Linked DNA regions of Mus musculus: regions 1, 2, 3, 4, 5 and 6 are each linked to region 7. A link is a contact called in public Hi-C, HiChIP or PLAC-seq and promoter capture Hi-C data. All regions are on one chromosome and are shown on one strand. The core of a region is the stretch at or near the end of the contact, and the rest is flanking DNA. Distances in the headings are between cores, read along the strand shown. Region 1 holds the start of D930007P13Rik (Riken cDNA D930007P13 gene). Region 2 holds the start of Espl1 (extra spindle pole bodies 1, separase). Region 3 has its middle 2.7 kb from the start of Gm28876. Region 4 overlaps D930007P13Rik (Riken cDNA D930007P13 gene). Region 5 has its middle 10 kb from the start of Sp7. Region 6 has its middle 9.1 kb from the start of Gm30528. Region 7 holds the start of Cistr (chondrogenesis associated transcript).

Evidence for each region. Promoter capture Hi-C pulls out the DNA fragments that hold promoters and counts their contacts. Hi-C and Micro-C count contacts between places; a contact is called where the count stands out from the background. HiChIP or PLAC-seq counts read pairs in DNA pulled down with a chosen protein or histone mark.
Region 1: an H3K4me3 HiChIP or PLAC-seq map of forebrain shows a contact between it and region 7, with 5 times the contacts expected there. The contact joins the promoter of D930007P13Rik here to the promoter of Cistr in region 7. A contact is called at or near these places in 16 of 39 promoter capture datasets (the 3T3-L1 cell line, 3T3-L1-derived adipocytes, the HPC-7 cell line and 11 more), 3 of 15 datasets of contacts at CTCF or cohesin (the NIH/3T3 cell line and large pre-B cells), 2 of 484 Hi-C or Micro-C datasets (both in embryonic stem cells) and 13 of 115 datasets of contacts at active chromatin or transcription factors (CD8 T cells, embryonic basal ganglia, embryonic forebrain and 8 more).
Region 2: a promoter capture Hi-C map of pre-B cells shows a contact between it and region 7, with 2.7 times the contacts expected there. The contact joins the promoter of Espl1 here to the promoter of Cistr in region 7.
Region 3: a contact with region 7 is called in an H3K4me3 HiChIP or PLAC-seq map of stem cell-derived neural progenitor cells, with 3 times the contacts expected there. The contact joins the enhancer-like site here to the promoter of Cistr in region 7. A contact is called at or near these places in 1 of 15 datasets of contacts at CTCF or cohesin (the NIH/3T3 cell line), 1 of 484 Hi-C or Micro-C datasets (cerebral cortex) and 7 of 115 datasets of contacts at active chromatin or transcription factors (SST interneurons, embryonic hindbrain, embryonic stem cells and 3 more).
Region 4: a contact with region 7 is called in a Hi-C map of the C2C12 cell line, with 2.0 times the contacts expected there. The contact joins the enhancer-like site here to the promoter of Cistr in region 7. A contact is called at or near these places in 4 of 15 datasets of contacts at CTCF or cohesin (the NIH/3T3 cell line, embryonic stem cells and pro-B cells), 18 of 484 Hi-C or Micro-C datasets (the AML12 cell line, the C2C12 cell line, the G1E-ER4 cell line and 11 more), 10 of 115 datasets of contacts at active chromatin or transcription factors (embryonic forebrain, embryonic hindbrain, embryonic midbrain and 6 more) and 1 of 9 other capture datasets (embryonic stem cells).
Region 5: a Hi-C map of pro-B cells shows a contact between it and region 7, with 4 times the contacts expected there. The contact joins the enhancer-like site here to the promoter of Cistr in region 7. A contact is called at or near these places in 1 of 39 promoter capture datasets (pre-B cells) and 3 of 484 Hi-C or Micro-C datasets (embryonic stem cells and pro-B cells).
Region 6: an H3K4me3 HiChIP or PLAC-seq map of embryonic limb bud shows a contact between it and region 7, with 5 times the contacts expected there. The contact joins the enhancer-like site here to the promoter of Cistr in region 7. A contact is called at or near these places in 1 of 15 datasets of contacts at CTCF or cohesin (the NIH/3T3 cell line), 1 of 484 Hi-C or Micro-C datasets (nephron progenitors) and 5 of 115 datasets of contacts at active chromatin or transcription factors (SST interneurons, astrocytes, embryonic limb bud and 2 more).

What each region holds. Positions count from the first base shown.
Region 1 is chr15:103,144,755-103,148,158 of GRCm38.p6, forward strand. D930007P13Rik (Riken cDNA D930007P13 gene) reads right to left here and starts at 2,074. Exons shown (of 7, transcript NR_045743.1): 1 at 1,560-2,074; 2 at 761-846.
Region 2 is chr15:102,294,678-102,297,785 of GRCm38.p6, forward strand. It overlaps Espl1 (extra spindle pole bodies 1, separase), which reads left to right and starts at 1,616. Exons shown (of 31, transcript NM_001014976.2): 1 at 1,616-1,738; 2 at 2,083-2,172. The coding sequence starts at 2,092.
Region 3 is chr15:103,105,463-103,108,757 of GRCm38.p6, forward strand. No RefSeq gene overlaps it. Among named protein-coding and RNA genes, the nearest start is that of Gm28876, 2.7 kb to the left of the region's middle. Within about 2 kb of position 1,554, at least 3 of the 459 cell types and tissues checked have an H3K27ac peak or open chromatin away from gene starts, as enhancers often do.
Region 4 is chr15:103,126,881-103,130,315 of GRCm38.p6, forward strand. It overlaps D930007P13Rik (Riken cDNA D930007P13 gene), which reads right to left. Exons shown (of 7, transcript NR_045743.1): 4 at 79-158. Among named protein-coding and RNA genes, the nearest start is that of D930007P13Rik, 18 kb to the right of the region's middle. Within about 2 kb of position 1,316, at least 26 of the 459 cell types and tissues checked have an H3K27ac peak or open chromatin away from gene starts, as enhancers often do. A contact at or near this core is called in the C2C12 cell line, the G1E-ER4 cell line, the NIH/3T3 cell line and 1 more, where this site is marked.
Region 5 is chr15:102,374,710-102,378,123 of GRCm38.p6, forward strand. No RefSeq gene overlaps it. Among named protein-coding and RNA genes, the nearest start is that of Sp7, 10 kb to the left of the region's middle. Within about 2 kb of position 1,607, at least 222 of the 459 cell types and tissues checked have an H3K27ac peak or open chromatin away from gene starts, as enhancers often do. A contact at or near this core is called in pre-B cells and pro-B cells, where this site is marked.
Region 6 is chr15:103,068,045-103,071,255 of GRCm38.p6, forward strand. No RefSeq gene overlaps it. Among named protein-coding and RNA genes, the nearest start is that of Gm30528, 9.1 kb to the left of the region's middle. Within about 2 kb of position 1,292, at least 47 of the 459 cell types and tissues checked have an H3K27ac peak or open chromatin away from gene starts, as enhancers often do.
Region 7 is chr15:102,745,641-102,749,006 of GRCm38.p6, forward strand. It overlaps Cistr (chondrogenesis associated transcript), which reads right to left and starts at 1,269. Exons shown (of 1, transcript NR_104334.1): 1 at 801-1,269. It also overlaps a transcript of Gm36560 not described here.

The DNA.
Region 1 (3,404 bases), core at 824-3,323, 400 kb after region 7:
TCTAGAAGATCTGGTCAGAGTAAGGTTTGTAGGACAAAAAGGATCTAGGGTAGAGAGGAGAGACCACACTGGGAAGTCACCAAGAATGAAAGCAAAGAACTGAAGACACTTTAGTGAAAGTTTCTGAGGAGTGAGAATATCTCCTGCCTCTGTTGTCTCCTTCGAGCCTCTGTCTCATGGGTGTAGCCTTGTGCTCAGTAGCCCTCTGCTGCCTGTGACAGTGCAGGTACACAAGGAACATTCAGTTCTGCTCTAGGGGCCTTGGTCGCTTGCTGGCAGGAGTCCCCAAGCAAACTGTTTCTCAAGGCCTCAGTTTCCCTATTGGCAAAGCTTTAAAGAGGAGGCAGGATTTCAGACCCTATTGATCTGTTTTTCCTGGTCTAGAAGGCTGAGCATCTGGAATCTTGCAGGCCCTGGTCAACAGTGAGTGGCACAAAGTGCCCAGAGTGGCTGTTGTGCAGAGTTCCCAGGGGAATGAAGCCAGGACCATATAGAAAACGACCAATGAGGGCTGCTCAGAATGAGGAATGGCCAAGTCAAGAGTCCTCATCCCACATCTCTCCCCCAAATCCTCCTCAGCAGTTTTTTTTTTTTTTCCATTCTGTTGCAATATTGAAGTATCTGTGCTCTTGTCTTTGGACCCCTGAAGGATCACACCCAGTATCACTGAGGACTCCTAAATCTCTATCGCCAGCCTAGTCTTCACAGGAAACTAAGACCCATGAGCCTCCTCTACTTGGATCTTTAGCAGGCATCTCACACTAAATGTGTCCAAAGCATGTCTCCTGATGCCAGCTCCTTGGTATTCCATGATACCAGGTAATGACAAGTTCCATGTTCTGGTCACTGGTAGGAAACAAAACAACACAAAAACCTCTTAGTTTTTCCTTGATGATGCTGCTTCCACGGTTCCCATCTGACTCACCGCAACCACCCCCCACCCCCACCCCGAGCTGACTCTGCAACATTCATCCAGGCCCCACTCTCTCCTTGCTGCTACAGTGCACTCTTGGACGTCCTTGTTTCCCACTGCATTCTCAACATGACAGCATTGAGTAGTCAAGGGGAGTATGCATATCACTCTCAGGCCCTGACTCTCCAATGGCTCCCTGTCCATTCAGAGTGGAAGTGCAAGTTTAGCTGTGACTCATTAGTCCCCACATGATCGTGATTAGCTTTCTGTGACCTCTTAGAAGCCACAGCTCATTCCCTTCCTTATTTTCCCTGCTCCAGCCATACCGGCCTCAATGCCATTCCTCCAGCATGCCAGACTGCTCGCAGGAGGGTTTCCCCTTGCTGTTTGTCTGCCAGGAAAGATCTTCCCTAAATCTGCCTGGGTCGTCAGCATATGGTAAATGCCAGGTTCCATATGTTGGGGGGCAGAACACAGATATGCAAGGGAGGGAACGGGAAGATGAAACAGGGGAGTCGGGTACCACACAAGACATGAAATGGCTTGTCTTGCTTTCTGTCTTCCTGGGATTCTGTCTTCAGAAGATCAGGGATCTCGGGGTGGGGCTGCTCTTGGTTCTTCAGCAAGTGGCCCCTTTCATACTAACCTCAGGGCTGATGGACCCACATCTATCAATCTCAGGACTTCTGGACAGGAGCCGTCTGATGGTCCTGAATGAACAGGCCGGTCCTTTCTATGCTGAAAGGATACAGAGAAGAAGCCACCTCTTCCAACCATGCACTTGTTACCACCACCTTCTGCCTCTCCTTCAAGCCTCTTACTCTGGTGCTAGGATGTAGGCTTGAAGAGGAAAGGGAAGGGCTCAAGGTAAAGGGCACAGGAGGCCTAAGAGAGTAAACTGAGGCAGAGAGAAACACAAGCTGTGCAGAGCCAGTGACCCAGAGATAGAGCGGAATTGCACAGGCCAAAAGGGGTCCAGGTCAGAGGTGGATGCAGCCAGCAGGTGAAAAGCAGCAATGCACTGAGGGCTGGGCGCTCTGTCCAAAGGATTAAGGTAGGTAGGCTTTGGAAGTAAGGAGCCCAGGACAGCTCCGAAGAGGAACAGGCGGGGCGGCGCGGGCAGCAGGACCACACGCTGCCGGGCTGCGCGGGCGGAGGCAGACTGAGGCGGGCGGAGGCGGCGGGCTCAGCGGAGCGGGCGGGCGCCGGGAGCGGGCTCGTAAAAGCCGCGCGGCGCGGGGAAATTGCCGCCAGAATCGCTGAGCTCCACAAAACGCCGCCCGCGCAGCCCGCCGCCGCGCCCGCTCCAATCTCCAGCCTCATCGGCGCGCGGGCTGGTTATGCATTTAAATGTTATTTAATTGGATTGCGGAGGAGCTGGGGGCCAGAGTGCCCCCGCCTCCGCCCCGCACGCGCTGCACGTCTGTTTTCCGAGTCACAGATTGCCACGCACCCCCTCCTGCCCAATCCTTTGCCTCCGACGCTTCTCTCCCTCCCTTCTGAACCCGGCCAGAGGACACTCAGAAAGACATCAGCCTATGAAGACTGAAAACTAAGAGGCTACGCACGAACACACACACACACATCCTGAAGACGCACAAAGACATAGCAGCAGCAAAAATTGGCTACACTCACTTATACCAGTGTCCATCTGGAAGATTAAGAATGGCAAACAAATATGGTCCCTAGAACCACAGAAGTACACAAATGTGTATTAACACACTCATGCTGCAAGACAAAACATCACCTGACCTCTCCCGGGGTAATGACACTCACAAAGCGACACTGCCAAGCATGGGCAGAAAGGATGCCAAAGCATGACCCTCATAGGGTAAGGCAGAGACCCTCCCCAAAGCTGAGTAAGAAGGGAAGCCTGTGTTCACTCTTACACTCAGCCAGACCACCACCTATTTGCTTTGCCTATTCAGGGTTGGAAAACAAAACCTTTTGTTCAGCGACATACTGTCCTCCCAAACCACAGCACAGGAAGCTTCAAGAGGCAACTGCATTTGTAAGGATGTTTTTTAAACCGAACAAAGAAAGAAAATTGAGTCCCAATTACAACAAGCGGGATAGCAGATAGACACCAGGAGGGCCTTCCTGAGAGGATAGAAACTGGAATCCCAAGAGGTGAGGTTGGCCATGTGTGTGAGGTGGGGAGCTAGCTAAGAAGTCAGCACCGTGGAGGTTAGGGTCAAGGGTTAAGGTTAGGGAGGAGAGCACGTCCTGCATAGGCAGTTCTCCACAGGCTCCCAGCCAGCAACAGTTAACTGTTGACCTGAGATGATCAGGATTACGCCACTTCAATTAATGAAAATGGAAATGGCAACCTGGCTTGGCACAGGTCCCCGCAGAGGACCATTCTGGGCTCTCCGCCATCCCTTCTGCGAGCAGGGCCCGGAGACTTGAGGATCTGAGCGGGGCTGTGGGGACAGAAGAACAGGCAAAATGTACGGGGGGGTGGGGGTGGGGGAGATTCTATTGCAGCTGA
Region 2 (3,108 bases), core at 366-2,865, 450 kb before region 7:
TGGAAATTGAACAGAGGCCCTCTGGGAGAGCAGCCATTGCTGTTTACTGTTGAACCATCTCTCCAGGCCCGCTTTTTTTTTTTTTAATATTTATTTATTTCTTTTATGTGTAGGAGTACACCATAGTTGTCTTCAGACACACCAGAAGAGAGCATCAGATCCCATTACAGATGGTTGTGAGCCACCATGTGGTTGCTGGGAATTGAACTCAGGATCTCTGGAAGAGCAGTCAGTGCTCTTAACCTCTGAGCCATCTCTCCAGCCCCAGGCCCGCTTTTAAAAAGATTTTTTGTTTTGTTTTGATTTTGAGACGAGGTCTCACTAGACAACCCAGGCTGCCTTTGAACTTTAAGCTTTTTTAGCTCCTCAGCCTCCTTAGTAAGTATTCCCTACCCTCTGGTGGTGGGTGATGTTTGGTACCACCCTTGACTTTATAGTGCATCTGAGAGAGCAGGAGTTAGACTACTTGGTAGGCAGGCAGATAAGGGAGAGGGGCCATGGCTAGGAGATAAAGGTGGTCAATTTCCAGGATGGCTGCTTCTTCCTTATGCCCCTGACTTGAGAAAAAAGCTCGGCATTGTTAGTGTCTGCATTAAATATTGCCATTCCCACGCTGAAATTTTCTAGTGGGGGAGATGTCAGTTTTTTCTCTTATTCCCTCCCCTTCCTATGTCTCCCCCTTTCTTTTTCTTCCTTCCTTCCTCCCTCCCTCCCTCCCTCCCTCCCTCTTTCTTTCTTTCTCTCTCTCTCTCTCTCTCTCTCTCTCTCTCTCTCTCTCTTTCTTTCTTTCTTTCTTTCTTTCTTTCTTTTGATTTTTCCTGAGACAGGGCTTCTCTGTGTAGCCCTGGCTGTCCTGGAACTCAGAAATCCCTACGCTCAGTATTTTGAACCCTGTTTCAAAAAACAAACAAAACAAAAGACTGTGAACGTTCACAATGAATTCTTCCCTTTACTCTTCACTCAACTCTATAGCCTTTCTTATACAACCCATGTAAGATGTAGGCTGGAATCCAAACTTGGGAGGGAGGAGAACCTAGGAGAACCCGGAGGTTGTCCCTGCACCCTTTTCAGTGTCCCTCTCCACAAAGTCAGAGTTTTAAAGAATCCCAAAGACCCTGTGTGGTGGTGTACACCTTCAACCCCAGCATTAGGCAGGTGGATCTCTCTTAGAGGCCAGCCTGGTCTATTTAGCAAGTTCCAGGACAGCTAGGATCACGTAGTGAGAACCAGTCTCAAAAAACAAAAATAAAAACAAAAAAATACATCAAAGGCTATTACACCTTTTCTTTCCTAGTAACGCAAAGCAAGCCATGTGGGTTTCTTATTTTAATTCTCTTGAAATTTAAAATCCTGCCTGAGCTCAGGGAATAAAGGCAAGAAAGACTTAGTGATTGACCACCCAACTGCGAAATGACTGTAATTGACTGAGGTTGAAGAAGGAGACTGTGTCCCAGAGTCTTTCCGGTCCAGAGTTGTACCCGCCCCTCCAGGAACACGTGACAGACAGCGCGGCAGATAAACTACAACTCCCAGAGCGCCACGCGGCCGGCCTGCGTTACGCTTTCTCGCTGATTGGTCACTAGGGATATTTGAAAGGAGGTGCTGGCGCGGAAAACGAAGCGTGCCCACCCGGTGCTTGGTGGAGCTCGGGCTGGAGGACGCTGCTAGGCCGGTGAGGAACGGCAGCTTCGAGGGAATTAAGGCACGGAGGGTCTGGTGAGCGCGCGCTCAAGCCGCGGTAAGTGACATTCCCATTGCTGACCTGGGAAGAAACGGGGCGTTTCTGCGGAGGCTCGGCGGCCCCCGAAAGGGTGTGCTCGGCGCCCAGGACCCTGTGGAGACCCCTGCGGTGGCCTGGTGGGACACTGAGGACAAGGAGCGTCCTGGAGGAAGGAACAGTGGACTTGTCAGTTTGTAACGGGAGCCCAGTTTATATCGGCCTCTCCCCGCATAGGATTTCTGGTGGGATTCTTTGCCTGCTTCATCCTTTGAATCCTCCTACAACTTTCAATCCCTTCTTTCCTCCAGTTATTTCCATTACAACCCTTCGCAGGCTTCTACAAACCATTTCGTTGTATCTAGACTTTTGCCATGAGGAACTTCAAAGGAGTCAACTTCGCCACTCTGCTCTGCAGCAAGGAGGAGACCCAGCAGCTGCTGCCTGACTTGAAGGTGGGACCCTTTATGGCTCAGGACACACCTAGTTTCTGAGATTATCTGTGTTTTTTTCCTTTTCCTTTTTTCTTTTTTTCCGAGACAGAGTTTCTCTGTATAGCTCTGGCTGTCCTGGAACTTACTTTGTAGTCCAGGCTGGCCTCGAACTCAGAAATCCACCTGTCTCTGCCTCCCTAGCGCTGGGATTAAAGGCTTGCGCCACCACGCCCGGCTTCCTTTTCCTTTTTATTTATTGTTTTTATTTTTATTTAAAAAATTATTTTTCCGCCGGGCAATGGTGGCACATGTCTTTAATCCCAGCACTTGAGAGGCACAGGCAGGTGAATTTCTGAGTTCGAAGCCAGCCTGGTCTATAGAGTGAGTTCCAGGACAGCCAGGGCTACACAGAGAAACCCTGTCTTTGAAAAAAAAAATTTTTTTTTCCCCTAGGGCTACTAATGTGATCATCTCCTAAGGACACTCTGGTTTATGTTCTCCGTTTGGGAGAGTTATACATCGGTTTTTGTTTACGTTTTATCATTCTCCTTATAGTAAATTTTACATTCTAATTTTATTTATTTATTTATTCATTTATTTATTATATGTAAGTACACTGTAGCTGTCTTTAGACACTCCAGAAGAGGGCATCAAATTTCGTTAGGGATGGTTGTGAAGCCACCATGTAGTTGCTGGGATTTGAACTCAGGACCTTTGGAAGAGCAGTTGGCGCTCTTAACCACTGAGTCATCTCACCAGCCCTCTAATTTTTAATTAAAAAAAATTTTTTTTTTCCATACTGGGGATTGAACTCAGGATCTCATGCATTCAGGAAAATATTTCACCACGGAGCTATATCTCTATATCTGTTTTCACTTTTAAAAATAACATATCATCTATGTCTTCATATGTTATATACAAGCATATATAATATATAGTATGAAATATGTAAGCTAT
Region 3 (3,295 bases), core at 304-2,803, 360 kb after region 7:
TAAGGGGTTTCCCCATGCTTGGATAGGTGAGATTCATTTGAGAGGAGTTTGGTATGAAGTTTATAAACTCTGGAGGAACTAAAGAATGAATTCTGTGTAAGAAAGGGCATAGGGCCAGTCTCTGAGCCGAGCAAGTCTCTGGTGCATGGGGTAATTTACAGAACCCATACAAGGGATGAGTTGTCAAAATGACTCTAGACTCTGCTTGGAGAAGAATCAACTTGGTATTTGTTGCCTGTTGGGCCTGTACTACATTACCTATGCCTTGTCCTCAGTGCTCCTGTGGAAACTGCCCAATTAGATTCAAGGTTTGTTTTGTTTGTTTTGGTGTTGAGGCTCAAACCCAATATCTCATGCATGCTAGGCAGGTGCTGTCCCACTGAGCTATCCCCTTCTCCGTGTTGTGACTCAGGTTTCTTTGTGTGTATATAATATATGTCTATGTGTATGATTCAGGTTCATTTGTACATTTGTGTGTGTGAGAGTACTTGTGAGGTCCTGGGGTTCAATCCTCAGCACTACAAAAATAAGATAAAAGTACATCTCCTTTGTTTCCCCCAAAGTGGGATGGGATAAGTCATTGGGTCAGGTCTTCCAAGAGCAGTGTAACCCTTGATCATTGGCTGAGAAATCCCCCAACTCAACAGCTAGAGAGGTAAGCTGGTTCAGTAAAATCTTCACAGTACCCTCTTCAAAGAGGCCTCTGTCCAGCACTTCCTATAACGTTGCCCCTCTTCTTTCCTCCAATCCTCCCCCTCCCTCTCCTCTCCTCCTCCTCCCTCTCCTCCCACCCCCCCACCCCCCGCCTTTGTTTTTGTTTTTTGTTTTTTTTTCCTGGTGTTCTTTCCCCCTTTGTCTATGCTGAGCCAGGACTCTTGATTTTTGTATCCCAGCAGGCCCTGCTCTGAGACCCTGAGGCTGGCTGGCATACACTCTGCCTCTGTCTGGAGTTTATAATGAGGATGCAAATACAGGGATTCAAAGAAGAGGCCCTAAGTGAGAAGCCCGGGGATTTGCTAACCAGGGGCAGGGTACCAGTTGTGACTTTGACCTTTATAGCCTTAACTCACTGTAGACAATTCTGCATTTTCCATTTCCACTCCATCCCTGTTTCTGGGAGAGAGGTGCTGGTGTCCCCAAGGTTACTGCTCTCTGGGGATGAGGGTCAGTATCACAAATTAAAACCTTAAACTTTCTAAAAACGAAAAGCACATTTCCCTATTCTTTGTGTGTTTGGGAGGTTGTGTTTCCCACTAGCCTAGCAGACTCTGACCCCTGAACATCAGAATGTGGATTCCCCTCATTGTCTACACCAACCCCCCAAGAAAGGCTCAATCCAGGTGACTGTGGAAAGGATGAGCCCACACTCACTTCCTCATCCCTCATCTGCTTTGAAGGACTCAGGACCTCAGCAGGCTGAACAGCCATGAGGAGCGAAGCTGAGTGGCTTCCCACCTCCTTTGAGCTCCTCGCAGTTCTGTTTTGTGTGTGGTTTGTCCTCGCCCCTCCTCGGACCTGGAAAATGAATGTTTAACCCCGCTCTGCTCATCTCTCCCTGTGCCCTGTTCCTGTCAGCCTCAAAGCTGCCGGGAGGAAGGACCTGCAGCTTCCAGTCCTGCTCATAGTCAATGAAAATTCAAATTCTCTTCTCAGCAGAAGGGCAGCTGCCTTCTTCTCCGTTTTCCCTGCACACATTGATCTGTCGCGAGGGCACCTGGGGGTCAGAAGAGAGGCCAGGCTCTTTTAATTTGGTCTGGAATTAGCATATCCTATCACACCAAAGGCCAGGATTTCCACATCCAGGAGCAGGAGGTCTTCACCCAGACCTAGACCTGTTCTTAGACCCCTCAAGCCAGCAATGATATCCACATTTGTTGAGGTGGAGACCTAGGAGGGAAAATGAGCAATTTGGCCCATTTTTCAGGCCAGTAGCTGCAGCTGTCTGCTCTGTTAATATTTTCTTCAGTATTCATCACAGGCAAAGCACCGCCTTTACCTCGGAGTGCCTCGAGGATAGGAAGATCTTTGCCACCCTGAGACCTCCGTGTGTTGTGGATAGATACACAAATAAACAGATGGGGAAAAAAAAGACAAATTTGGTGTCTGTCAACTGATTTTCACGGCAGTCTTTGCATTTGTCAGGTGTCGGGCTCTCATGTCTTCTCAGATCTGTCCCTGCCACCCTAGTCGGCAGGGTGACACACAGCCCGCTGCTTTTTCCGGGACTTGGCGCTTTCATGCCCTGAAGTAAAGGGTATGGAATGGGTGGAAAAGGAATGGAGGTCCTGGTTACCTCTCAGCTTTGTAATGCAGACTGTTCCGTCACAGTGCAGGCACATGAGTGTGGGGGTGATGTCATCCGTTTCTCCAGGCTGACGAATATATCTATAAGTTTATCTTGGTATAATTGCACCTCTGAAGGTGAACACAGGGTGTGCGTGTTCAAGATGGTTGCAGAGGTGGACAAGTGGACCCAGTCCTATCTTAGGTGCCCGCCCCAAGCCCAAAGGCCTGTACAGGTCCAACTGCCAGTACGTGGAGGGTGATGTGGGTGTATGAGGCCTGAACATATCTCTGCATACGTGACCCTCTGTGTGCCAGTTTGTGTGCACTGCTGAATTATTACAAAATTACACTGACCCTTACAGAAAATCCATATCAGCCTCAACCCTTCTTCTCCGACCTCTCGACCTCTGGGGTGCCTGAGGAAAGAGCTGACCCGGTCGCAGCCACCCCTAGTCAATGAGCCTCTCTCCATTAGCATAAAACATGAATCTGCTGGCAGCTTGACAGATTATAACTAGCAGCCAGAGTTTTGCCAACTGGCTGGCTTGGGCGCTGTCTATTTATCATTGAAAATGGTAAATCATAAGAATCCAGATGACTTAATTATTCAAATCTACCCAGGGCCCAGAGAAGCTGCAGTCCTGTCAGCCTTAGCCCTGGGCTCAGGGAGGCTGGTGGGGGCTAAAACCCTGGCTTGGAACCAGAAGAGAGAGAAGCAGGTCCAGTCTTCACCCTCCGTGCGGCCCAGTGGGCAGGGCCTTCCTATGCAGCTCCTCTCCTGCCTGCCTTCCTCCCCACCTTTCCTAAAGACAGACTGTCTCTCTGGGGCTCTTCCCTTGGGCGGCCACTGCCTGCTAGCCCTTCTCAGCCCACACAGTGCTTCTCCCACCCTTTGTATTAATCTGGCAGTCTTTAGCAGGCTCAGGGCCTTCATTTTAATTTCTTCTTTTCTTTTCACTGCTGCCTTCCTCTTCCCTCCCCTTCCAGATGGACACAGACACTCTACATC
Region 4 (3,435 bases), core at 66-2,565, 380 kb after region 7:
AAATGCACAACACGTAGGACCGAGCACATTCTAGGGGTCAAATACATTGGCTATTATCATTGTCCTGCACTCATTTACCTAGGCTTTCAGCCACCTCTAAAGGACCTTTGAAGTTCACGGATTCCAGCTCCATGTCTTACACATGGGAAAAATAAGGCCTAAAAAGAAGAGACTTGGGTCAGAATCAGAACCTAGATTTTCTTTTACCCAGGCTCTTTCCCTGAGACATGCCCTTGCCCTTAGTTGAACAATGAAGAATTCATCTGGGGTAGTGTTGGGTTTTCTGTCACTGAGACAATGACTTGAGGAACAACTTCAAAGGCCATGTCTCTGCTCACAGTTTCAGGCCTTTAACTATGGCCTGGGCAACACTGTGTCCAGTGGAGCAGAGCATCATAGCTGTGATGATGTAGAGGACAGAGTTACTCAGCTTATGGAAACCAGGAACAGGACCCTCCAGAGGTATGCCCCAGTTGCCTTCCTCCATCTAAGCTCCACCTCCTAATGTTTCCATCACACCCTAAAACAGCGCCCCCAGCTGGGGACCAATTGGTTCCACATGCAAGCCTGTGGGGAAATATTTCATATTAAAACCATAACAAGCAGACTGGGGCTTCCTCTGCCACGAGCATTCTATTAGGAATGATTACTTTAGATCCTCTTTTCAAAAAGACCTCCCTGGAAATAAAGAACGAAAAGGAAAACAAAATGACTCACTCTGAATCCCACAACAAACGGGGACCTAGGAGCTGAAGAGTTGGTAAAGTGTTGGCCTAAAATGCCCAAAGCCCTGGGTTCAATCCTCACCACGTTATAAGATGGGTGTGGCGATATAAGCATGTATTCCCAGCACTCAGGAAGTAAAGGTAGGAGTCAGAAATTCCAGAACATCCTTGGCTACATATCAAATTCCAAACCATCATGGGTTAAATGAACCCCTGTCGCAAAGCCAAAAATAGAGAGAAAAAGAAAAAGGAAAAGAAACAAAAAATTAGTTTGACTGTCAGAAGGAAACACTGCAGGGCCAAGAGCAAGATGGCCTGGAGCCTAAACAGAGGGGTCCTCTTTTCTCTACACTGGCAGCCTGTCAGAAAAATACCCTGGGGTGTTACAGATCCCAGGCTTAGACCCTGGCAATGTGGTCTCAGAAATCCAAGAGGTGGGGCCCCAGAGGGGACATGTGCTTCCCAGGGCTTCCTTGTGAGAGAAAAAAATACTACAGGAAGTAGTTCCTGGGGTAGGTTCTTTGGGCTTGTCTACTCTGACAGGAAGTGGGGTACCAGGGAGTGAAGCAGACATGTTGGGCTCTGCTGGTCCAGGTATCTCACCCCGACATGCCTCAGTCCTGAGCCTGTAACTCCACCCTAGCTACAGCCCAAAACAGCACTCCATAAAACACACATTGCTTTAATTTTCCTTTGAAGGGGCAATTTAGCAGGCCACCTGCAAGCCCTTGGGAGAGTTAAGGAGATCTATCTTGTTTTCTCCAAGTGCCCTCCCCAAAGTGGATTCCTGAGGTCAAAGTTCACAGGTAACTATTGAGGAGGAAGAGTGTTTGGAATAAGCATAGTGTTTGCTGAGAGTGGAGAACAGAAGTATTTTTAAATTTATATGAAGGAAAAGAGAGAAAGCAGGAGAAAGCCAGGCCCAGCCAACAATGAGGAACACACAAATGCTGTGTGACTCAGCCTGGATCTTTTCCCTCTCTGGGTCTCCTGTAAGCAAATATCTCATAAAGTAAGAAATGTGTGACTCAGCTCCAGCCTCTGGGGCCCTCACACCTACTCAAGATGAGATTCTCTGATATTCATGCTCACAGCCAAACTTTACTTACAGAGCCCTGGCATTTTCCTTTTTGGGATCTTGCCAGGACTCACTAAGAGCAATTTCAGCCCCCAGCAACCACAGACCCTCCTCTGCCCTCAACTTCACCCCCTGGGTTCTTCTGCCTGTCTTCAAAGGTGGATTTTATTAGGCTGCTGGGAGGAGGGAGCCACCACCCTTCCTTAACTTTTTTTTTCCCAGGGATTTTCCCATGGCCTTTCTCTTCTTCTCTCTAGAGCAGGACTGAGGGGCAGCCGCTCCTTGGTCTCTGGATATATCCAAGATCCTTAGGGACCACAAGAGAGTGGGAGATGTAAGGGACAGGACCCTAGGGTGCCTTGCACAGGTACTGACTCCCCTTCAGCTCCCTGCAAGGAACATCTCCTGTCGGTAAGGTATGTGAAGCTCAGAAGTTTGGGGGTACTCTCTGCAGCCTCCACCAACTCCTCTCCCAGGGGTGATGTGGGAAAATGAGGGCTAGTCAGAAGCAGAAATGTAGGATGGGGGTCTCATTCACTCAGGAGCCCTCCCCCTTCTTCACACTTTGGAAGAGTTTTTCTGGTCTCTTAGAATTCCAGCCTCAGTATTCTCAGAGTAGGGTGATAAAACAAGGAGCCTGTTCTCAGGCTAAGAAGGGCTCCAGAGGTCAGGGTCGGGGATGGAAGGCAGGATATCTTGGCTGTGGGCCGGAAGACAGAAGTATGGGAACCCAGGGTGATGGGAAACTCCGGTCCCTGAGGTAGCAGCAGCAGCAGACCTCACCAGGGGCGCCCACTGGAAACTTGCCAAGCTTCTGCAGCCCCGGCATCCCAGTGGGGACCTGAGAAGGCCTGATGCCAAGTCACAGGGCTGGTTCTAAGGGATGGAAGGGCAGATTCTCCCCCAGCAGTTGTCAAGGGGAAGAGAAACAGAATAGAGCCCACACGAGGGGATTGAGAGGACCAGACAAACCTCAAATAGTGGAGTCTTGTAGTACTCTGTGTGTTAAGCTCCCCCTTTTGTCTGTCTGCTTTTTGCAATACTCTACATAGTCCTAGCTGTCCTGGAACTCAGTATGTAGATCAAAGTGACCTCAAATTCACAGAGCTCCCCCTGCCTCTGCTTCCCAAGTGCTGGAATTAAAGGCATGCACCACCAAGCCTAGTTTAGTTCTCAACCTTTTAAATATAAATAAATTGAAAATATAAGCAATAAGAAAGTGTCCTCATTTCATGCGGATATGCCTAGAATTCACACTCACCTACTTTCTCTGGATCTATAACCCGCCCAACTCAATTTCAACACCATCCATGGCTTACCACTTAACCTTCCCTCTAGGAAGTGGCTGTGTGTCAGTCTGCCGCTGGGCCTGTCTCTAGTCTTACCACCATGGATACACAGAATCTCAGAACAGGGAGGCCCCAGCACCTCATGGTACAACTACAAAGCTGACCAGAGAAACTGCTTGCTCGGGGATCACAGAGCTAGAAAGAAGCAGAGCAGGGACTTGAACGAGTTCATTGGTGTGCTCTCCTCTGTAGTCAGGCTCTCAGCCAGTTATACACATAGATGCCAGGCACCATGGTAGGCCAGGGAAGTGGAAATTAATAGGAGCCCTGCTTCTGAGGCTCA
Region 5 (3,414 bases), core at 357-2,856, 370 kb before region 7:
AGAGGGAGTGCGGTGCCATGAGTTTAAAACTAGCCAGAGCTACATAGTAAGATTCTACCAGAGGAAAGAAGGAAGAAAATGGAAGGAGACGAGGGAGGTATGAAGGAAGGAAGGAAGGAAGGAAGGAAGGAAGGAAGGAAGGAAGGGAAGAAGGAAGGAAGGAAGGAAGGAAGGCTCAAGGCTCAATAAAAATAAGACTTGGTCTGGCGGGGTGAGGTTGAACACACTGGCAATTACGACAATTGGGACAGAAGGCAGAAAGGCAAGAGAATTGTGAATTCCAGGTCAGGCAGCTATATCCCGACATTCCGTCCTCCAAGAAAACAACAACAAAATAGAAATATTGCAAATGCACATTGTTCCAGGGTAAGAAGAGTTAGCACCTCTGTGCATATGACTGGAGCATAGGGTGAAGGCTGAACCAGGCCTCGTGGAATGGGCCTGTATTCCCAGCTACTCCAGAGACTGCGGGCTACTCAAGAGCCCACGGCCAGCATAGGCAATTTAGTGAAGCTCTGCCACACACACAAAGGGGATGTGGGGGTTGGATTCTGTAGACAGTGGTAGAGTGTTTCACAAGCATAGATCCCAGGAGTTCCACCCCAGAACATGAGAGAGAAAGTGGGGGTGGGAAATGTCTCATCAGCTATGCAAGGTATGTGACCTTAATCCCCAGGACAACATATAGAAATGTTTGTATATTAAAAAGATAGCCCTGGCTGCAAAGATGAGCATGAAAGGGGGTCTTAGAGCCCGACAGTTCTGTGTCTGTCAGCCATTTAGTATGGTGCAAGCTTGGGCAAACTGTTTAACCTAGGATTCCTCTTCTGTAGAAAGGAGAAACAAGACAGTCATCTCTCAAGGTTGTTATAATGATTTGAAACTGTGCACAGTGCTCAGTGGGTAAAGATACCTGCCATCGTGCCAGGGGACCTGAATTCTATCCCTGTGACCTACAAGGTAAAAGGATAGCACTGACTCCTGACCTCCACCACATATGCATTGTGACACACACACACATACACACACACACACACACACACACACACTCAAAAGCAATTTGGTTTATTTGGTTTTTTGAGAAAGGGTTTCACTGTGAGCCCTGGCTGTCCTGGAACTCACTCTGTAGACCAGGTTGGCTTCAAACTCACAGAGATCTTCCTGCCTCTGCCTTTGAGCTCTGGGGCTAAAGGTATGGGCCACTACGGCCTGGCTAATTTTTTAAAACCCACAAAAATTAGAAATGTATGCTGGACCACCCACTCGATGCTAGACATCAATCACAGGGTCTCACACAAACTACATAAGCGCTCTACCACTAAACTACACCTATAACTACCACTGGACTACACCTATAATATAACTAAACTACACCTATAACTACTACCAGACTACACTTATAACTACTACCAGACTACACTTATAACTACCACTGGACTACACCTCTATCCCTTAACTATAAACAGTATCCACCGCTTAGTACTTGCTTCATACATGATACGTGTTAGTTCATCACAGGTTGCTGGAGGACAAAACTGGAGATGAGGATGGCAATTGGTGTCATCACACCAAGCCAGAGGTCAAAGTGTACGGGGTGGAAAGGAGAGCCAGCCTCACAGGAAAAATGAGCAGGCATGCAGGTTTTAAAGTTCAGTGCTGAGAATAGCTCTGGATAGTCAGTGGCTCTGCTCAGCATTGAGGAAGGGGCCAGTGCAGTATCTGAGCGTTTTCTCTCAGCATTCTAGCAGGAAGCCCCTGAATGGCTGGGGTGCCTCTAAAGAACTATTTTCCTACCCTTTGACACTCGCCCCTGCTTCTCCCATTCCGTCCTTTTCTCCTCTACTTAGAAACTTTCCCCGCTGCCCTTGTCAATGAGAGTCCGCCATCGCGCCCATCTCCACCCTCCTCCTCCATCTCAGTCAGACATCCCTCCCCTCCCCTGCATTTCAAAGCATCAAAGCACTGTTCGACTTTTTCCAAGAGGAGGCTCGAAGCAAGGCGTACAGTGAAAGTATAAGCCTCCAGCTAAAGCTGAGAAACAGAGCGGGCAGAGGGACAATGAACATAGTGAGGTCTGGGCTGGGGCATCTCCACCGCTTACGCTGGCCACCTGGGACCTCTTGCATGCCTCAGTGTCCCGGTGCTGCTGGCAGGCAAGGGGCGGGCCGGCTGGGGGCGGGGCGGGGCGCAGGCGGGGCCGGCCGGGCCAGGCGCCCGGGCAGGAGGCAGCTGCATATCTGCGGTCCCGACCACAATTGCTGGGAGTCGCGTCCCGGAGACTGGCGGCGCTGACTCTGCCCGCTGCGGCCGCCGCGCCGATTAGAGCCCGAGAGGGAGCGCCAACCCCGGGGAGGGGGGCGATGGCGGGGAAGCGCTGGTGCCCCTTGGCCTCCATCCTAGCCAACACCCCCAATGCCAAGTCGGGTCTTTCTCTGCCTCCCTTATAAACTTAGCCTCCCAGCCTTGGCTTTCTCCAAACTGGATCTAAAGCTAGTGCTTTGGGACCCTGCAACAACCTGAGGAAGTTGACATCCTGTTGACCTTTCCCTCTTCCCCAGCACCCAAAAAAGAGGACTCAGAACCTCAGGATAAGCGTTCTCGGGCAAAAGCAGATCGAAGAAGGAGCCTGAGACGCCAGAGGACAAGCATTCCGAGGCCAGAGCACCCCCTGCTGGCTGGCTCTGAGTCCCTGCCCCTCCCCCTCCAGCTGTGACCTCCAGCTGTGGTGGTTGGGAAGAGCTGGCTTCTTTGATCTAGAAGCGTGGCCACCCCCTCCAGGCGCCCCATTAACCTCCATTATCCCAATTAGGCATCCCTCCCAGTCCTGGACATGAGCTTCAAAGCCCCTTCAATGCGGAGAGGAGAGGGGCTGACTCTTTAGCCCCTCACCAAGCCAAGTCATTTTCAGGCAATACCCAGGTATCCTGGTCCCAGCTGGCATTCATGGTAGGTAATAGAACTATAAAAAGGATTCGAGAGAATAAAAAGGGAAAGGGACCCTATTTTCCAAGTTCCCAGTTTTGCATTAAATGATTGAGGTGGTAGCATCCAGGATCCTGGCTGACCTGAGATTCCCATCAACTTATTCAGCTTTATCCCATCCAGAGAGGAGCCAAGAGCCACCCTCCTCCATCCTTAATCCTATCGCAACACTCCCTCCCCTCCTCCTTCCTGTAACAATTTCCGCTGGGGGAGCCCAAGCCGGGTTCAGCACAGTGGCCGCTTCCTGGAACATTTTCCTGTATCCGAAACCGCGGCTCCCTCCCCAGGGACCCACTGATCAAGGCCAGATGGGAGCAGGGATGGGGGTGGAAGCAAAGGAGCCAGGCTCTCCCCATCACCCCCCTCCCAACACATTTGCACACCACAGGGAGCCCCTGCCCTGACACACAGACTGACATAGGCACACACCAC
Region 6 (3,211 bases), core at 42-2,541, 320 kb after region 7:
ACTAAACAGCTCTGGGATACAGTGTAACAACTAAGAAGCCTCAGGCTCAAGGCTCAGTCTGAGCCTCAGTTTTTTTCATCTCTAAATTGGGGATGTGAGGGACACTGACTTGGAAGGCACTCGTGAGAATTCAATGAGCAGAGTGCATATAGAGTGTTCAGCTCAGTCCTGCCCAATAAATATTTGCTGAGGTTATTATTACCAGCACCACCTCAGGGCCATGCTGAGGTCACCGTCACCCCTCCCCCCAGGGCCACGGTGTCTCTTGTTCTTTGGCATTTGGGACATGAGTGTGTGAATTTTGCAGAAGCCACAGAGCTGCTCTTTCATTACCTCACCACACACACTTCAAACCCATGACTTGGAAAAAGGACACTAAGCAGATTAGGACTCCATTTGGGGAATTAAATCAAAACTCAAGACTAACTCAATTTGGTTCTGAGGAGAGGGAAAGGTTAAAAGAGAATGAGCAGGCGTCTGGTGTGCTCTCCAAAGTGTAATTGGTCTGGATCTCCCAGTCTCTCCACTCCCCAAGGGTGGTGCCCAAGGGGGGCTCCCCTGGGGTGGAGGAATGGGAGAACTTCAAACCTAAGCAATTTGACAGTTGCTGGGGAATGATCCCAGAATACCTCCCCAAAGTGGATCCTCCTTTTTAGCTCCTCCTTGCCTTATGGATGCTGAGGGTCTCAACACTGAGTTCAGACTGAGAGTCTAGTAGGTGGGCCTCAATAAAATAAGGAGTCCTACTGAGGAAAACCTGTACCCAGTGTTGCTCTGAGGTGTCGAAGCACTACCGATATTGCTCTCTTGTTTTCTAGTGTATCTGTTTAGTCTAAAAGTATGATGAGCATGTATGCATAGAAGCAACTACTGTGTAAATACCCACTCGTCCTCATATATTTAGCTCAGATTATTCTGAGCACTGTAAACTACAAATAAAAGTCAATTCTTCAGGGAGAGTGACGATTTTTCTCAGCATTTTCTCCTGTGTTCTCAATATTCTCCACTCAAGCTATAAATAACCACTATTTCTCATTGCGCAAAAGGGGAAACTGAGGTTGGGGAAGATTAAGTAGTTCGTTCAGAATTACAGATTATGAGTGGATCCAAGGAAGATTACAAAACAGAGGTCAGAATCTTGAGCGAGAGGGCAAGGAGGGGCTAGATTGACCTAGCCTGGAAGCAGGAGGCACTCCTAAACCCAGAGATCTGAGAACGCCTGGGAGTTAGGAGGAGGGGCAAGGGAGGGACTCCTGGGCTGGCCAAACAGCGGGGCCTCGGGCGAGAGCGTCGCCAGCAAGTCCTCATTCTGCGATTACTGTCAGGGGACCATCCATCAGCACGGCCCAGGACGCTCAGGCCAGACTGCCCGCCGCCCGCCAGGGTCTTTCCAGATCGCATTAGCCCTGCCCAGGGCACAGTGCCGCAACGGTTATGAGCCGGTTGCACTGGGCAGGGGCGGGCACTGCAAGCTGCAGGAACATAGAAAGAAGTCCTCAAGAGCTCCCAGTTCCCAGCCTCCACATCCTCGGTGCTGGAGAGGCTCAGGAGAGAAAGGAAAATGCTCAGAAAACAGGGAGCTCTGGGAAGAAAACCAACTGGAGCAGAGGGGAAGAAACAGCCCCAAAGCCTCTTGGGGCAGAGAGGCTGAGAGGCAGAGAGGCAGAGGAGAGGCTGAAAGCAATAGCAGTGGGGGGTTGGGGGGGGAAGAAGGTAGAGAGACTCTCAAGAGCTGGAAAATAGTCTCCCCAGCATGGATAAGTACTCAAGTAACCCTGGCACTCAGGAGGCTGAGGCAGGAAAATAAGGAGTTGAAAGTCAGCCTGAGCCAGATTGTCATAGGCAGCAAACACCTTACAGATAATTCTTCTCCATTCACTGGCACCCCTAGTTTTAGAGATGAAGAATCAGACCCAGGGAAGTGCATTCCACACCTACAGACCCACTCCAGCTGATGGCTGGGTTAGCATTTGACCCTGACTCATAAGTTTCTTCAAACCACTATGTTTTACGTATCTGCTTTGGGCTGGGTCCAGGGGCTGACTGATCAGTTCCCCCTTCCCCAGAAGCTGCTGGTTCTGAGAGTTGAAATACAGCTGGAGGTTGAAGAAGAGCATCCAAGTCCCACAGTGTGGAGCCACTTTCTGTGTAGCTTTGAAGCAGCTCCTATAACTACATGCTCCCAAGCCACCACATGATCTATTCCATTGCTCAGAATCGTAGCTTATTTCCAGGATCGCTTCCATCTAACCTGCTAACTGGGGTTTGTTCAGCCATATACCTGGCATGCTGCTATATTTTACCCCTCAGATGAATAAGTATAACACCTGCTTGTAAATATTTGTCCACATCCATCCACTCACCAAAATATTTGGTTGGTTCCTGATGAGTAGCAGGCACCAAAGCTTAGAGCTTTCACCATGGCTCAAGGGAAGGCTTTAGTGAGACTCTCCACACAGCTCCGTGTGAGACATTATGCCAGCCAGGGGGCTCCAGATACTTGGTCCCTGTCCATGTAGATGATTGGCTTCTCTCTGGCTTCCTCCTCAGTCATCACTGGCTTTACAATATGATGGAGTCCCCAAATCCTTTTCAATTCATAGATAATCTTATCACTACTCCTTCCTCCTGGAACACAGTGCCTGAGCAGCTCCCGATGGCCTCCACAACCACTCGCTGACAGTCAGAAGTGCTTGCTTCTGTCTAAACCCAATCCTTCCTCCGCCATAGCCCAACATTACCACCTTAATGTAGGGTCTTGCCATGAAACACAGCCACTTTCTCTACAGTGCCTGTTCACCCAGGTGGCTAACTTTGTCTTAGGTAGTCAGGCAGGTAGGGATTCCTGTCACCAGGAAATCTGAAGTTCTATCTTCTCTGAAACAAGTGTTTGCTACTCAAGTCAGGATGGTTGTCCTATAGGAGGTTCTTTTCTTCTGGGGTACAATGTGAGTTTCTAACTCCAGCATCTTAGTTTCTGTATCAGTTCCAGGGAGATCTGGGGTGGAGGCTTAGGCCATGAGCAACTTTGTTTCCTATGGCCTGTTCAAGCCCAGCTCCCAGAAAGAGGTACAGAGAGAGGGTTTGGCATGTGGATACATCCACAGCCCCAGACTGAAGATTCAGCTAGTAGTATCAGTGTAATTCAGTCTTGTAGGTCATTTGTGCCACTATTGACACTGTATCCAGAGCAGGTGTCAGCAAGAGGCCT
Region 7 (3,366 bases), core at 19-2,518:
ACCAAGGGTGGCTCATAACCCCGTCCATGTTGGTGTAGAGCACACTCAAGTGCAAGTAACTTGGTGATCCCCTAGATATATCAGACTGAAAATGGTAAATGACTAGGGTAAATGTATAAGGAGAGCTAGCGAGTTCATGTGAGAAAGCTGTCTGGAAGAGCAGAGTTAGGAGTGGGGTGTGGAAGAAGAAACCCAATAGTGCATGAAACAGAATGACAAGTACTTCTCTATGGCCATTCTGAGGAGGGTGGACAAATTGTGAGCGCAGCGAACAGCTTTTTTTCTTTTTGGCTGGGTACAAAGAACTGGAATAGATAGAATGGAGGCAGGTTCAAGAGGCAGGCTGGGTGATCCCATTTCTAAGAGGAACTGGGGCCTTCTGGAAGGCACACTGACATGTGTTAGATGGCACTTGTGCACAATTTTCTGGATAGGTGTGCAGTTGTGTGTGTGTGTGTGTGTGTGTGTGTGTAGGGGCATACATATCCAAGTAGCTTTGTGCCATGTGGCTTTATGCCCCAGGCTCCTGTCTTTCCATCTGTGTGCGACTGGCATTCAGCTATGTCTGAGCGTGTTTGTTCATTTGTGTATTTCCACGTGGTCGTGTGTGAGTAATATTTCCATTGCTTTCTGAGTATTTCATTTGGCTACATGCGGCGGAAGGCATCGTGAGAAGTGAATTCACAGGCGATGTGTGCCTGAGTGTGCGTGCTGGTGTCTGCAGGAGCAGCGGGGCTGGAATGGAGCCTTCTTTCTCTCTCTCTCCACTGGCTCCATCTGCCCTCTCTGAGGTCGTGACAAGGAGGCAGACAGCAAAACTGGCAAACAGTTACAGCTAGGAAGACCAGAAGTATTGCAAGCCCGGCTCAGACTATCACTGCTGGGGAGAAATAGCCAGAGGGAGACCGACATGACAATAGCGCGCACAGATGCTGCGTGGACGCGCTTCCCGGGGCAGGTGCGCTCATGCGCGTAGGCCTTCACTAGCATCAGGGCCTTGGGCGCACCGGTCCTACTCTGGCTCCTGGCTTTCCTTCCCCTGGCTATGACCAGATCTCCATCGCCTCCAAATGCCTGTCCCAGTTTGGGGCGCTGCGGCTGGGGAAGCAGACATCGACTTCGGAGCCAATCGCGGGACGTCTGCAGCCTCCTGGGGTGGTGGAAGAGATGCGTGCGGGGGCGTCCTCACCCTCGCTCCCTCCCCAGCTCGGCCGCCTCCTACCCACCCCCTTCCGGCCCGCGGCAGTTTCCGAAATCGCCCGGCGGCCGCGAATTCATTAGCGGGGGGCGGATGTAAACGCAGAGCGGTGGAACGTTTTAATTAGGCCTGAACAATAAACAAGCTAAACGAGGCGCACAGGGCTCCCTGGCGGGCCCTCAGCCTCCTCCGCGCCGCGCGGACTCATTACGGCTGCAGCCAATTTCATGCCAGCGCCGGGCGCGCGCGGCCCGGGCTGGGAGGGCGCGCGGGGGCGGCCGAGACACTCTGCCCTGGAGCTGAGCGCTGGGCGCTTGTCGGCTTCTCAGGGCCGCTGCTCACTCCACCCCGCCTGGCTCGGTGTCCTTGAGCTGAAGGTCTCCGCCCGCACCCGCCTGCTCTTTAGGGTCTGCCCTCCTCTGCGCGCGGGCCTCGTCCCACAGCTCAGAGGAGGGGTTCTGCTCTCGCCCTCCCCTTGCCTCGAACCCACACCCTGTCTGCCGCAGTCTCCCCATCTTCTCTACAGGATCTCTCTTCCCCGCGGGTCCCTTTTCATACATCGACGAGGACTGTTGGACGCAGTCATCCGCCCTTAGTGGGCCCTGTGGCCTGATGCCTCGGTCTCGCTCCGGGTATTCGCCATTTCTCTGCCCGCTGATGTAGCAGCCTGCCAGCCTCCCTCCCGCCCTCGTCTCCTGCCAGGGTTCCTCCCAAGGCACTTAGACCCGAAGGTTTAGGTGCGGCTTTGTCCTTAGCCATTAACAAGGCTGTTCTGGACTTAAGAACCGACCGAGTGGTTTAGCTTTCTTTCTCTTCCCCACCTTTTAGCTAAACTGCAAGCATATTTTGCAGGCGCGTAAGTCTTAGCCAAGATTCCTCAGGCTGGCTATTGATGACCTTAGGTCTTGCCTTGTCCCTCACGTGTGGCCTCTTACCTGGCCTTGATACCCTGTGAAGGGTGGGAAGTAATTTTAGTGCTTTGTGAGACAGTTGTGAGAAATAGCGCGGGGGATGATGAAGGTAGCGACCTTGGCACCTAGTATTCACTCAATCAATATTAGCCCTCTTTAGTCTCCGTGTTCCTCCTCAGTCTGCTCCTGTCTCTGTAACCTAAAATTCTGAGCAAAGGACTGGTAAACTCAGATGTAATAGGCCTCAAGGGAATTTCACATGAGCAACTGAACACCTGCACCAAAGCTCCGATTGGACGGACTCACAGAACAAAGGACACAACGCAGATCAGTACACAGGACTGAGCAAATTAAAACCCAGAGGCCAACGAGAGGTACTGTGGCACATACTTTTAATCCCAGGACTCCGGAGGCAGAGGCACGCAACACTCTATGGTTTCTAGGGCAGGGAGTTACACACAGGCTAGCCAAAGCTACATAGTAAGACCCTGTCTCAAAACAAAACAAAACAAAACAAAAAACCAAACCAAACAACAATAATAAAACAAAACAAAACAAAACAAAAACCCCAGATACCACAGGACAGGACCCAATCTAGTATGCCTAGCCTGAAGTAGTGGGGCTACGCACTCTTGGAGGCTGCAGTGGGTTGCTAAGATTTTTACTCCCCGATAGGGACCTATTTCCTAGAATCTCAGAACCTCAAGCCTTCCATGCAGCTTTGAACTGGAGATATTTCTCTTTGACTAGCTGTCTCCCTGCCATTTAAACATTGCAGGGCTAAGATGGGCCCTAAATTCTCTTTCCGAATGTGGTCCTTTACCCTGGTGCCTTTTCATTCCTAAGAGGCAGGATCTGAGCGCACAGGTACCTCTCTCTGTGTACCACCCACTGTGGTTCCTGAGGGGAGATGCAGAGAGGCAGAGATCTGGGGTTTCCACAGCAAAGGTTTATAAGTTTGTCTGGAGCAGTTGGATCAAGCATTGTAACTTGGTGTTGGGGATACTTGAGAATGGCCAGGCAGGAAAGATGTTGGAAGCCATGTAAGAAGTGTAAGGGGGCTTCCTCTTGGAAAGGATCATGGTGCTCATGTAGTGGGCAGGGAGCAGAGCAGTTTAACTCTCAGTAAAGTGTATCTTGTTGGGTAAACAAAGGCCAGTGGGAAACTCAAAGCAGAAGTGAGGAAGAAATGGAGAGTGGCATGTATGTATGTGTGTGTATGTATGTATGTATGTATGTATGTATGTATGTATGTTA